Linked DNA regions of Sus scrofa: region 2 is linked to region 1. A link is a contact called in public HiChIP or PLAC-seq data. All regions are on one chromosome and are shown on one strand. Each heading gives the region's core, a stretch centred on a gene start, on an enhancer-like site or on the middle of the called end of the contact. The rest is flanking DNA. Distances are from core to core; before and after follow the strand shown. Region 1 holds the start of SEMA4B (semaphorin-4B). Region 2 holds the start of CIB1 (calcium and integrin-binding protein 1).

The links. HiChIP or PLAC-seq counts read pairs in DNA pulled down with a chosen protein or histone mark.
Region 2: a contact with region 1 is called in an H3K27ac HiChIP or PLAC-seq map of skeletal muscle. The contact joins the promoter of CIB1 here to the promoter of SEMA4B in region 1. A contact is called at or near these places in 2 of 5 promoter capture datasets (fetal liver and liver), 4 of 47 Hi-C or Micro-C datasets (embryonic fibroblasts, heart right ventricle and liver) and 2 of 2 datasets of contacts at active chromatin or transcription factors (alveolar macrophages and skeletal muscle).

The regions. Positions count from the first base shown.
Region 1 is chr7:55,749,751-55,755,033 of Sscrofa11.1, forward strand. It overlaps SEMA4B (semaphorin-4B), which reads left to right and starts at 3,104. Exons shown (of 15, transcript XM_021098977.1): 1 at 3,104-3,529.
Region 2 is chr7:55,796,049-55,801,038 of Sscrofa11.1, forward strand. CIB1 (calcium and integrin-binding protein 1) reads right to left here and starts at 2,618. Exons shown (of 7, transcript XM_021098979.1): 1 at 2,284-2,618; 2 at 2,112-2,146; 3 at 908-1,016; 4 at 156-306; 5 at 1-11. The coding sequence starts at 2,334. It overlaps GDPGP1 (GDP-D-glucose phosphorylase 1), which reads left to right and starts at 2,644. Exons shown (of 2, transcript XM_003482236.4): 1 at 2,644-2,771.

The sequences.
Region 1 (5,283 bases), core at 1,854-4,353:
GGCTGTGGTGTGGGCCAGCAGCTGTAGCTCTGACTCAACCTCTAGCCTGGGAACCTCCATATGCTGCAAGTGTGGCCCTAAAAAAAAAGTCTCCATTTATATAACAGTCTCCAAATGACAAAACCATAGAGATGGAGAAGAGCTTAGTGGTTGCCAGGGCACAAAGACCAGAGTGTTGAGAGCATGGCTATAAAAGGACACCACAGAGGAGATCCCCTGCGGTGATGGAACCCTTGTGTATCTGATTGTGATGGTAGTTACACTAATCTATTCATGGGGTGGAAGAGCATAGAAACACACACACACAGGCAAGTGAAAACTGAATAAGGTCTCTATTCTATTTAACTGTATCGTAACGATGTCACTTTCTTGGTTTTGCTTTTGTACTATGGTTGAGTATGTCATCCTTGGGGAAAGCTAGATAAAGTGCTCGTGGAACACTATGTCCTATTTTTTGGTAACTTTCTCTGAGTCTATAATTATTTCACACTGGAGTTTTTTATTTTTATTTTTTGTCTTTTTTTTTTTTTTAGGGCCGCACATAGGGCATATGGAGTTTCCCAGGCTAGGGAGTCTAATTGGCCACAGCCGCCAGCCTAAGCCACAGCCACAGCAATGCCGGATCCGAGCCTCGCCTGCAACATACACCACAGCTCACTGCAATGCCGGATCCTTAACACATCGAGCGCAGCCAGGGATCGAGCCTGCCACTCCATCCATGGCTCGCAGTCAGATTCATTAACCACTGAGCCACAACGGGAACTCCCACAGTAAAGTTTTTTAAAATTCCATGTATACAGTGGTACAACACATCTTGCAAGAATGCATATGAACGAAAGTATATATTAAACACCTTAAACTGGTGGGAGGAGGGGTGGGCAGAGGAGTGGAAAGATAAAAAGAAATGAAGAGCCACATTAATCAAGCGACCCTGTGCAGACTGAGGGTGATAATGTGCTGTGAACTGAGAAGGTGATTAACTCAAGCCTTTGGGCACCTGAGGTCTCACAGCCAGGAAGGGGGGCAGGGTTGGGGAGGGGGATCAATAACTTTAAAGATAAGGCCTTTTTCAGCACATTACAGATGTTTCCCTTGAAAAGGCCAGAAGAAGGTTGGAGGAGAAGCAGAAAAAGAGGGTGGGCAGAAGAGGCAGTAAAGGGGGAGGCAGAAGGCAGAAAAGAGGATGGAGAAAGAGAAGGGAGGGAGGGATGTGGACGTGGACAGCATTCTTTTTTTCCGGGGGCTCTGGGCTGGACTGGTCTGGGTCAAGGTTGCCTTAAACCCTCTGGAACTCTGAGGCCCCACAGGGAAGGCCCAGATTCCAAGAGCAGGAGCTCCTCTGAACCGTCCAGGCTCAGCAGGATACAACGTGCCCCGTGTGCAGGAAACTTGGCAGTGCTGATTTTTGCATATCCTCCTGGGTCGCTTCCCCCTCCCCCCAACAGCATGTGGAAGGCAGAGCTAATGAAGCAGATGAACTATTTTTAAAGCACAAGCCAAGTGCACCATCTTCACTATAAACACAGCTACTACTAATTGGGGACTGAGTAGGAAGGAAGAATACAAGGGACGAAAGGAAATGATTGAGGAAGTATGTATCAGGAGGCTGGTCTGGACATGACTTAAGGAAATGAACAGTTAGAAACAAGTTAAAGGTCCATAGTAGAGACTGGGTTAAAAATGAATGCTACATTCATATGATAGAATACATTAAAAATGAAAATATGTGATTTTTTAATGTTACAGAAAAATATTTGTGATATATTGCTGTCCTAGGGAAAAGTTATAAAAGGGTATGTACTGAATAATCTTTTTTTTTTTTTTTTTTGTCTTTTTGCCATTTCTTGGGCCATTCCCACGGCATATGGAGATTCCCAGGCTAGGGGTCCAATTGGAGCTGTAGCCGCTGGCCTACACCAGAGCCACAGCAACATGGGATCCGAGCTGGGTCTGCGATCTACACCACAGCTCACGGCAACACCGGATCCTTAACCCACTGAGCAAGGCCAGGGATTAAACCTGTAACCTCATGGTTCCTAGTCAGATTTGTTAACCACTGAGCCACGACAGGAACTCTAGTGAATAATCCTTTTTCTAAAAAAATGTGAATGTATTACTATGCACGGAAAAGAGACGTGAGTATATTCACCAAAATATTAGTATCCGTAGACTTAAGATTTGTGCACTTAAGTTGTGTCTTAAAGAAAAGTTTTAGAAAATATTAACGCTGAATGTCTCTGGGTAGGGTGATGGTTTCATTGTGTTTTTCTGTTTTCAAACTTTATTGTAGTAAATATGTTCACTTGTGTAGACATGACAAAATAACCACTGTGTTCTATGTGTGGGAGAGCACTCTTTGCAGCATCTGGCAGTCCCTTACCCGCCTCCGCTTAGAGAAGAGGCAGCAGAGGAACAGCTGGCACTTAAGCCTCCTCGCCTGGCCTGGGAAGAGGCTGGCACTCTGCCTCTTGTTTCCCCAGCCCCTTGACCAGCCAGCTCTGGCCAGCTCAGCCACTTACACGCCCAGAACCGGTCCTTTTAGGAACCATCCTGAGAGCCGCTGTTGCTTTACTGGAAGATGGGAGAGACCATAAGGCAAGGGCTGAAGAGGGACAAGCCAAGGTCACTTGATAAATGCTAGATATTTATAACCATATCTCTCAACCCTCCCGGCAGATCCCATTTCCTTTCACTCCCACAACGCAGCCCATGGCAGGTTAAGGGAGGCGGTGAGCAGCATTTACCACGGGCGGAGACGTGGGTGGTTTCCCGGCGGGTGGCTCAGCAGCTCCGCTCTCGCTTGGCTCTTGCTGTCAACAGTGCTGCCATTACTGAGAGCCGATCTTGTGCCAGGTGTGTGCCTACAAAATTGCATTTCTCACCACAAAGCTGTGAGGTCCCTATTGTTCTGAGACTTCCCAGAAGAGGCTCAGAGAGGTTTAGGAACTCACCCTAAGTAACACAGCCAATTGGGCAGTAGTAGATTGGTGTCAGTAAATTGGCTTTACTATGCATGCGCAGGCAAACGGACCCATTTGTTTCAATGAGAATCTAGGATAGCAGCCCTGGCCCGCGGGATTCCAGCTAGTGCGATTGCCCCCTGCGGGGCCCAGGGCAGGTCAGGCCGAGCCTCCGAAGGTCAGGGAGGAGACAGCGCTGTGGGCTCAACAGCCCGCTGGGGCCGCCGAGCTGTCGCCACTGGGACTGGGACTAGTAGCGAGTCTAGAGCCGCCATCAACGCCCAGGGGCAGAGGCGGGGAACGGCTGGGCAGCGGGCGAGCCTGGGAGGGTTTCTCTGGACATTGCCCATAAACGCAGGCGGGGCGGGGCTTGGTCGCAAGCCTCGCATATCCGGGGACGACGTCCTGGACTGAGGGTGTTCGCGGGGACACCCTGGTCACCAGCGAGTGCGTCGGCCCAGCCTGGAAGCAGGAACGAGTCTAGGCACAATCTGGGAAGAAGGACTGGTCGCGCCACCGTGCAGAAGTGGCCCTGTCGTGGGCAGTGGTCGCGCGCGCGCCTGACTAAGGTAGGCGCAGGGGACAGGGCGGGCGGGCGAGAGCCGCGGCCCCGCGAGGTAGAGGGGGCGGGGCTCTGAGGCAGCCGCTGCCCCCGCCCCCCACCTCTGCTGGGCCCCTCTCCCAAGAGGGCGCCACCTGCACGCTCTGATGGGCACTGGCCCCTGCCACTGGGGGAGCTTGTTGCCATGGCAGCGCAGGAGGCTGGGCCCACGTTCCCATGGCCACCCGGGGCCTCTGTGCCAAACCTGCAACTGAGAGGCAATAATCTGGGCCCCGGAGGAAGATCATTTGGAATTTGGGAAAGGCCTGGGCCCCTCCGCAGAATGGTTGTGGAAATGACCTTTGAGTTAGGTTCTTTGTTATGGCTTCTACTCTCTGAGTGACAAAGTGGATGTAGGGGTAAGGGGGGAAAGGAAGTTGGGGTCCTGGAAATAAAGCTTCTCTAGTGGCCTCTCTGGAGACTATCTGGTCTGGCAAAAAGATGCAGGGTAAGGTCATCAACTTCTCCTCATATTTCCTCAATTGTTTTTGTTTATTTGGGTTTTTTTGTTTGGGTTTTTTTGGTTTTTCTTTTTTTCTTTTTTTTTGCTTTTTAGGGCTGCACCTGCCAGATGTGGAAGTTCCTAGGCTTGGTGTGGAATGGGAGCTGCAGCTGCGGCCTAAGCCACAGCCGTAGGAACTCGGGATCCAAGACATTGGCTGTGACCTACACCATGGCTCACTGAGCAAGGCCAGGGATTGAACCCACATCCTCATGGATACTAGTCAGTATCCAGCCACAGCAGGAACTCCACATTTCCTCACTTGTAATGTGAGTACGTCATTTGGCTTATGAATCACAGGTTTCATGTAAGGGTCGAATGCCATAAGGACAGGGAAATGCACAATTAAACAAATTTTTTTTCCGTAGATACTCTAGCACTTTAGAAATCCACTGGGTCCCACTCCCTCATGTTCATAAGAGAAATGATCCAGACAAGTGAAATTACTTCCCAAGTTGACAATCAGTTGGGAAGGTCAGGATTTGAACCCAGTCTCCTGACTTCCAGGCCGTGACTTTTCCTTTGGTGATTATTCTTATGGAAGCTCACTGAAATCTGGGATATGTCTCCTTGCAACCAGGGCTCAGACTTCTGGTCCCAGGTGATCAAATGATGGAGACATTGGCAGCAGGTAAACTAAAGCTGCAGCCTTGGGGAGAACTGAAAGAGCTTCTTTTCCTCGTGCGTGGGTCCTGTGCCTTGGGGCTCTTGCTTTAATGTAGTATCTGACAGGATTGCCCTAAATAAATTCCCAGGAGCCAAGCATTCAGCAGCTCTCCAAAATACCATCTCTTCTGAAGCCAACAAGTCTGCTGAGACTGTGTGAGTGAGAAATCCTTTGACTGCCCTAAAGCAGGGAGGTGGGACTCCCCACATCAATGAGGTGCTTTCCTTTGAAAAGGTTAAGAGGAAGGTGGAGAAGGATATCCAGGAAGGAACACTTGAATGAATCATTTGGAAATGATTTGAGACACTCAACTAGAGCAGAAAACTCATTTATTCATTTAGTAAACATTTACTGGGTGCCTACTCTTTCCAAGCTTCGCACTGAGGCTAGAGATTAAAAACCTGAGTTAGGGTGTTCCCATTATGGCGCAGCAGAAACAAATTCAACTAGTATCCATGCGGTTGTGGGTTCGATCCCTGGCCTTGCTCAGTGGGTTAAGGATCCTGCCTTGTGTGAGCTGTGGTATAGGTTGCATATACAGCTCAGATCCCAA
Region 2 (4,990 bases), core at 1,368-3,867, 46 kb after region 1:
ATCATCAAAGTCTAGGGACCAGAAACAGGAAGGCAGAAAGGATGTGGTCAGGATGACCTCTAAGGCTCCATGAATGCCCCCCGGCTCCCAAGCAGTGCCCCCCCACTGAGTGCACGTCGGAAGCACTGGTATCCTGCCTGGCTCCTGGTCCTTACCGAAGATGCGGAAGGCATAGTGGGACTTGATGTCTGGGGTTGCTGTGTCACTGAACACACTGAGGAGGTCTAAGAAGTCCTCAAAGCTCAGGCTGTCTCTGGTTGGTGATGTGGAGAAGACCTTGCAGATTCGTTCCTTAAAGGGGTTGGCCTAGGCAAGAAAGCCGCTTATGAACACCGCAGGCGGGATGCAGCCCAAGTCACACTCAAACCCCATCAGGAAACTGGGGGGAGCAGTTTCAGGTTCATGGAGGAGAACGATCAGCGCTTTGGGGCTGCACAGAGGCCAGGAGGACCAATGGCTCAGCTGGGGAAGGGACAGGGACAGCTTCTTGGGAGTCAGAGCTTAACCCAAAGGAAGGCCTGGGAGCAGAGAAGGAAGAGGACATCGTCCTAAGCAAAGGGAACAAGATGGGCTGGTTATTGTAAAACACAATCGTTTAACTGAGCACTTACTGTGTTATGGCACCAGGCCAGGCCCTTTGCATGGAAATTTTCAGAGCAGCCCTATGGAGAGGCAATCAGCCTCTAGACTAGAATTTCTCAAGCTTTGATTAGGTAATTCATCTCCTCCTAAAGGATGAAACTCTGAATCTCCAAGAGTAGGTCTGAGAACCCCAGTTGACAAAACACCCTTCTAGATAATCCCTCTGGAGGATTATGGTAGAGCCCTAGCCCCCAGAACAGAGCAAAGACTAGAATGGCTGCACAATCTCAAAAGGAATAGCAGAGGGAGGCTGAGGGGCTGGCACCTTGAGCTCTGGAAGGCTGAGGATCTGCTCCAAGGACACTCGCACCTGCAGGGACTCCTCCACACCTCGGTGCTCCTGGGGAAGCAGCTCACAAAACCTCCTGTGGGCTCTGGCAGGAGGGGAAGCCGTTGGGGTGTCTTCCTGTTTGTGTTATATCCCCACTCCTTGCTTTGCTGCCCATTATCAACCAGGTGAGGAGCTGAGCCCCATACATATAACCTCTGAGTCTCAGGCATGATAAGCCTAAAGGAGATACATCACAAGACAGCAAAGGCTGGGAGTCCATTCTTGCAGTGGGTTTTTAACTGAGGGCCTGCTGTCTCCCAGGCACTGTGCTGGGCCCTGTTTCTAGGCTTCCTGAGGGATGGAGAGGTCAGGGAAGGAGCTAGAAGTTGGCCCTGAAGAACAAGGGAAAAAAGCTAAAGTGAAATCCCATGCTCATCTCATTTCAGGAATCTCCTGCAGCTCCTCAAAGCAGCTATCCTGAGCTATCGCCTCCTTAGGCCCCACCTCATTCCCACTGGGATTATTTTTGCGGAGAAAAACCAGGAAGCTCCTCACTCAAGTGCCCAGGTCACATAACGGTGCTCCCCCCACCCCCCGCTTGGTAGGGGGCGTCTAGCCCCAGGTCAAACCCTCTTACTAAGTGTAGCCTTAGGTGAGTTCCCCAAATTCTCTGAACCTGTTTCACTATCCCCATACCTCCCTCGTGAGGGTTACATTAGGTAACGTAGGCACCCTGTTAACACAGGCTGGTGCATGGTAAGTGCGTTAACGGTTACTGTATTATTGAGGTAAAGGAGCCAGGCTCCCCAAAGCCTCCCTGGCTTTGTCAGTAGGCAAAGCAACCCTGAACTACAGCCCCTGCCGAACTGTGGCAGGAAATGCGCTTATGCAGAAGCCCGTGGAGCGCGGGGTCAAAGAGCGCCCAACTTTGGCTGGAGGCTGCGAGGTGGTTCCGCGGTGCACCGCTGGGTCAGCCGGGGCAGGCAGGGAGGGCGTGCCAGGAAGAGGGCACAGACTAGGGCCCAGGGCCGAGTTTCCAGTTCCGGCTCAGATGTTGACCTCAGGCAGGCCCCAGTCCCCCTATCCCCTATGGCGGGGCCTTAGTTTGCGCATCTCTAAAACAGAAGCCCCACGCCCACCCGAGCCCCCGAAGCCGCCTCTAGAGGATCGCAGAAGTGAGTTTCGAGACAGCACTTACAGGAGAATCTCCTGCTTGGTCAGGAACGTCAAGTCCTGAAAGGCGAAACAAGAAACGGGGTCAGCGGGCCGCCTAGAGGCCAGAGGCCGCGTCCGATCTGCCGCCGCTCGAGGACCCGCCTCTCGAACACCGAGCCTCGCGCAAACTTCCTGGGGACCCGCGTCTTGCGCACCTGGTACTCAGCCAGCAGCTCCTTGGACAGGCGACTGCCCGAGCCCCCCATCGCCGCGCTGCGCGCAGACCTCCGCGAACTCTTCTCCGGACCCCGGCAACTTTCTCACTTCCGCCCTCCCGCAGCGTCACCGTCCGGTCCCCGCGGCAACCGCTCCAGGGGCCTCCGCCCCCGGGCCCGCCCCCACCTCGAAGCTCCCAGGCGCTCCCAGCCGCGTTCAGCCTACTGGCTCCCGGCTCCAGGCGGTTCCTGGCGAGCTGGAGGCGGGGCCCGGGGCGGGGCCGGACGCTCCGGGGCGGAGCCCAGGCCGCACGGCCCCGCCGGCGGGATGGGCGGGGCGGGCCGGGCCGCGCCGCGCCGCGCGCCTGCGTGCCGGATGCGCATGCGTTAAGGACGCCACGCCCTCGCTATGCTTTTGGCGGAAGTCGCGTGGTGCAACCACCTCACCTGCAGCGGGTGGCAGCGGTGGCGGCCTTGGACGGAGTCAGGTAAGGGGCATCAGGCATGTGTCTAGAACCAGGGTGACCGAGAAACGTCGTGACTCGCTGAGTGGTCCGAGGCGTTCGGCAGCCCCTTTTCCCAGCGAGGGCTTTTTTTTTTTTAATTTCTCAAATGAATTTATCACATCTGTAGTTGTATAATAATCATAACAATCCAGTTTCACAGGATTTTCATCCCATAACCCAAGCACATCCCCCCACCCCCCAAACTGTCTCCTCCGGAGACCATAAGTTTTTCTGTGTCTGTGAGTCAGCATCTGTTCTGCAAAGAAGTTCAGTCTGTTCTTTTTGCAGATTCCACATGTCAGTGAAAGCATTTGATGTTGGTGTCTCATTGTATGGCTGACTTCACTTAGCCTGATAATTTCTAGGTCCATCCATGTTGCTAAAAATGCCGGTATTTCGTTCCTTTTAATGGCTGAGTAATATTCCATTGTGTATATGTACCACCTTTTCTTGATCCACTCCTCTGTCAATGGACATTTAGGTTGTTTCCATGTCTTGGCTATTGCAAATAGTGCTGCAGTGAAGGTGAGCATCGGAGTACATGTGTCTTTTCGAGTCGTGGTTTTCTCTGGATAGATGCCCAGGAGTGGGATTGCTGGATCAAATGGTAGTTCTATGTTTAGTTTTCTGAGGCATCTCCATACTGTTTTTCACAGTGGCTGTACCAATTTACATTCCCACCAACAGTGTAATAGGTTTCTTTTTCTCCACACCCTCTCCAGCACTTATTGTTTGTAGACTTTTTGATGATGGCCCTTCTGACTGGTGTAAGGTGGTACCTCATCGTGGTTTTGATTTGCATTTCTCTAATAATGAGTGATGTTGAATATCTTTTCGGTGTGTTTCTCAGCCATCTGTATGTCTTTGGAGAACTGTCTGTTTAGATCTTCTTCTGCCCATTTTTGGATGGGGTTGTTTGTTTTTTTTGGTATAGAGCTGCAGAAGGTGCCAGGGAGGGCTTTTGCACTCAGATGTTATCACTGAGCACCTGCTGTACGTGTTGCAGTCTCGTGCCATCTCTCCAGAAATAGCCATAATCTTGCTGTCTACTGAGGCTGTTTACTGAGGGCCCAGTGAATGCCGAGTACCGTGTATAGTTAGCTTCGATTCTTAAAACAGTTCTTCAAGGTAAGTTCCCATTTTACAGGTGTGGAAATCCTGAGGCCCAGAGGGGTTCGGTGACTTGTCTAGACTCGGGCCTTTAGAAAGTGGTTGCTTCAGTCCGAGGCTCTTTTCAAGCCTCCCCACTGATGTGTTCCTCACTCCAGCCTACATGCCGTCCTCTGACCCCACCCTGCATTCAAAACTGCGTGCTCAGAGGAGGTATGGACTGAAGCTGATTTGTTGCTCTTGTCCCCTCTCAATCCCCAGGACAGTACTTGACAGTTAATAGGTGCTCAGTATTTATTGAATATATGCATGAATAAATGAACCTATACTGTTCCAAAAGGTGAGGAATGACAAACTACGGAGTGGAGGAGATGGAGGTGAAGTTAATTCTTTTTTCTTTTTTAGGGCCACACCTGTGGAATATGGAAGTTCCCAGGCTAGAGGTTGAATCGGAGCTGCAGCTGCCTGCCTACACCACAGCCATAGCAATACTGGATCTGAGCTGTACCTGCGACCTACACCATATCTCACAGCAGTGCTGGATCCTTAACCCACTGAGCAAGGCCAGGGATCAACCTGCATCCTTATGGACACTTATGTCAGGTTCTTAAACCCACTGAGCCACACCGGCAACTCCCGAGATTGATTCTTTTTAAATGTTGTTTTCAGCTCTAATAAGGTATCATTGACAAATAACATTCTTGATTCTTTGAGTTCATTCCAGTTGCTCATCTTTGTAAAGTCGAAATGTGAGCATGTCAGTCTCAGTTCAAAACCATTAAGAGGTTAAATACCCAAATCCTAGCTCCTCTGTAATCTGACTTCAGCCATTCTCTCTCTCTGCCATCTCCTCAAGCTTTCTGGGTTTCCACATTATGGGCTCTCAGTTCCTCTTCCATCCTATCCTCAGGGAATTCTCTCCTGATTCCCTAGACTAGATTAAGAATCCGTCTTACACTCTCAGAGGACCCAGTGCGCCTCCTTGACAGCATGTATCATGTTTGCAGTCTCTATTTACTTGGGTGATGCTTGGGTTAATGTCTGTTTCCCCTGCTAAACTGTAAGCCCCATGATGATTGATGGGAATCATT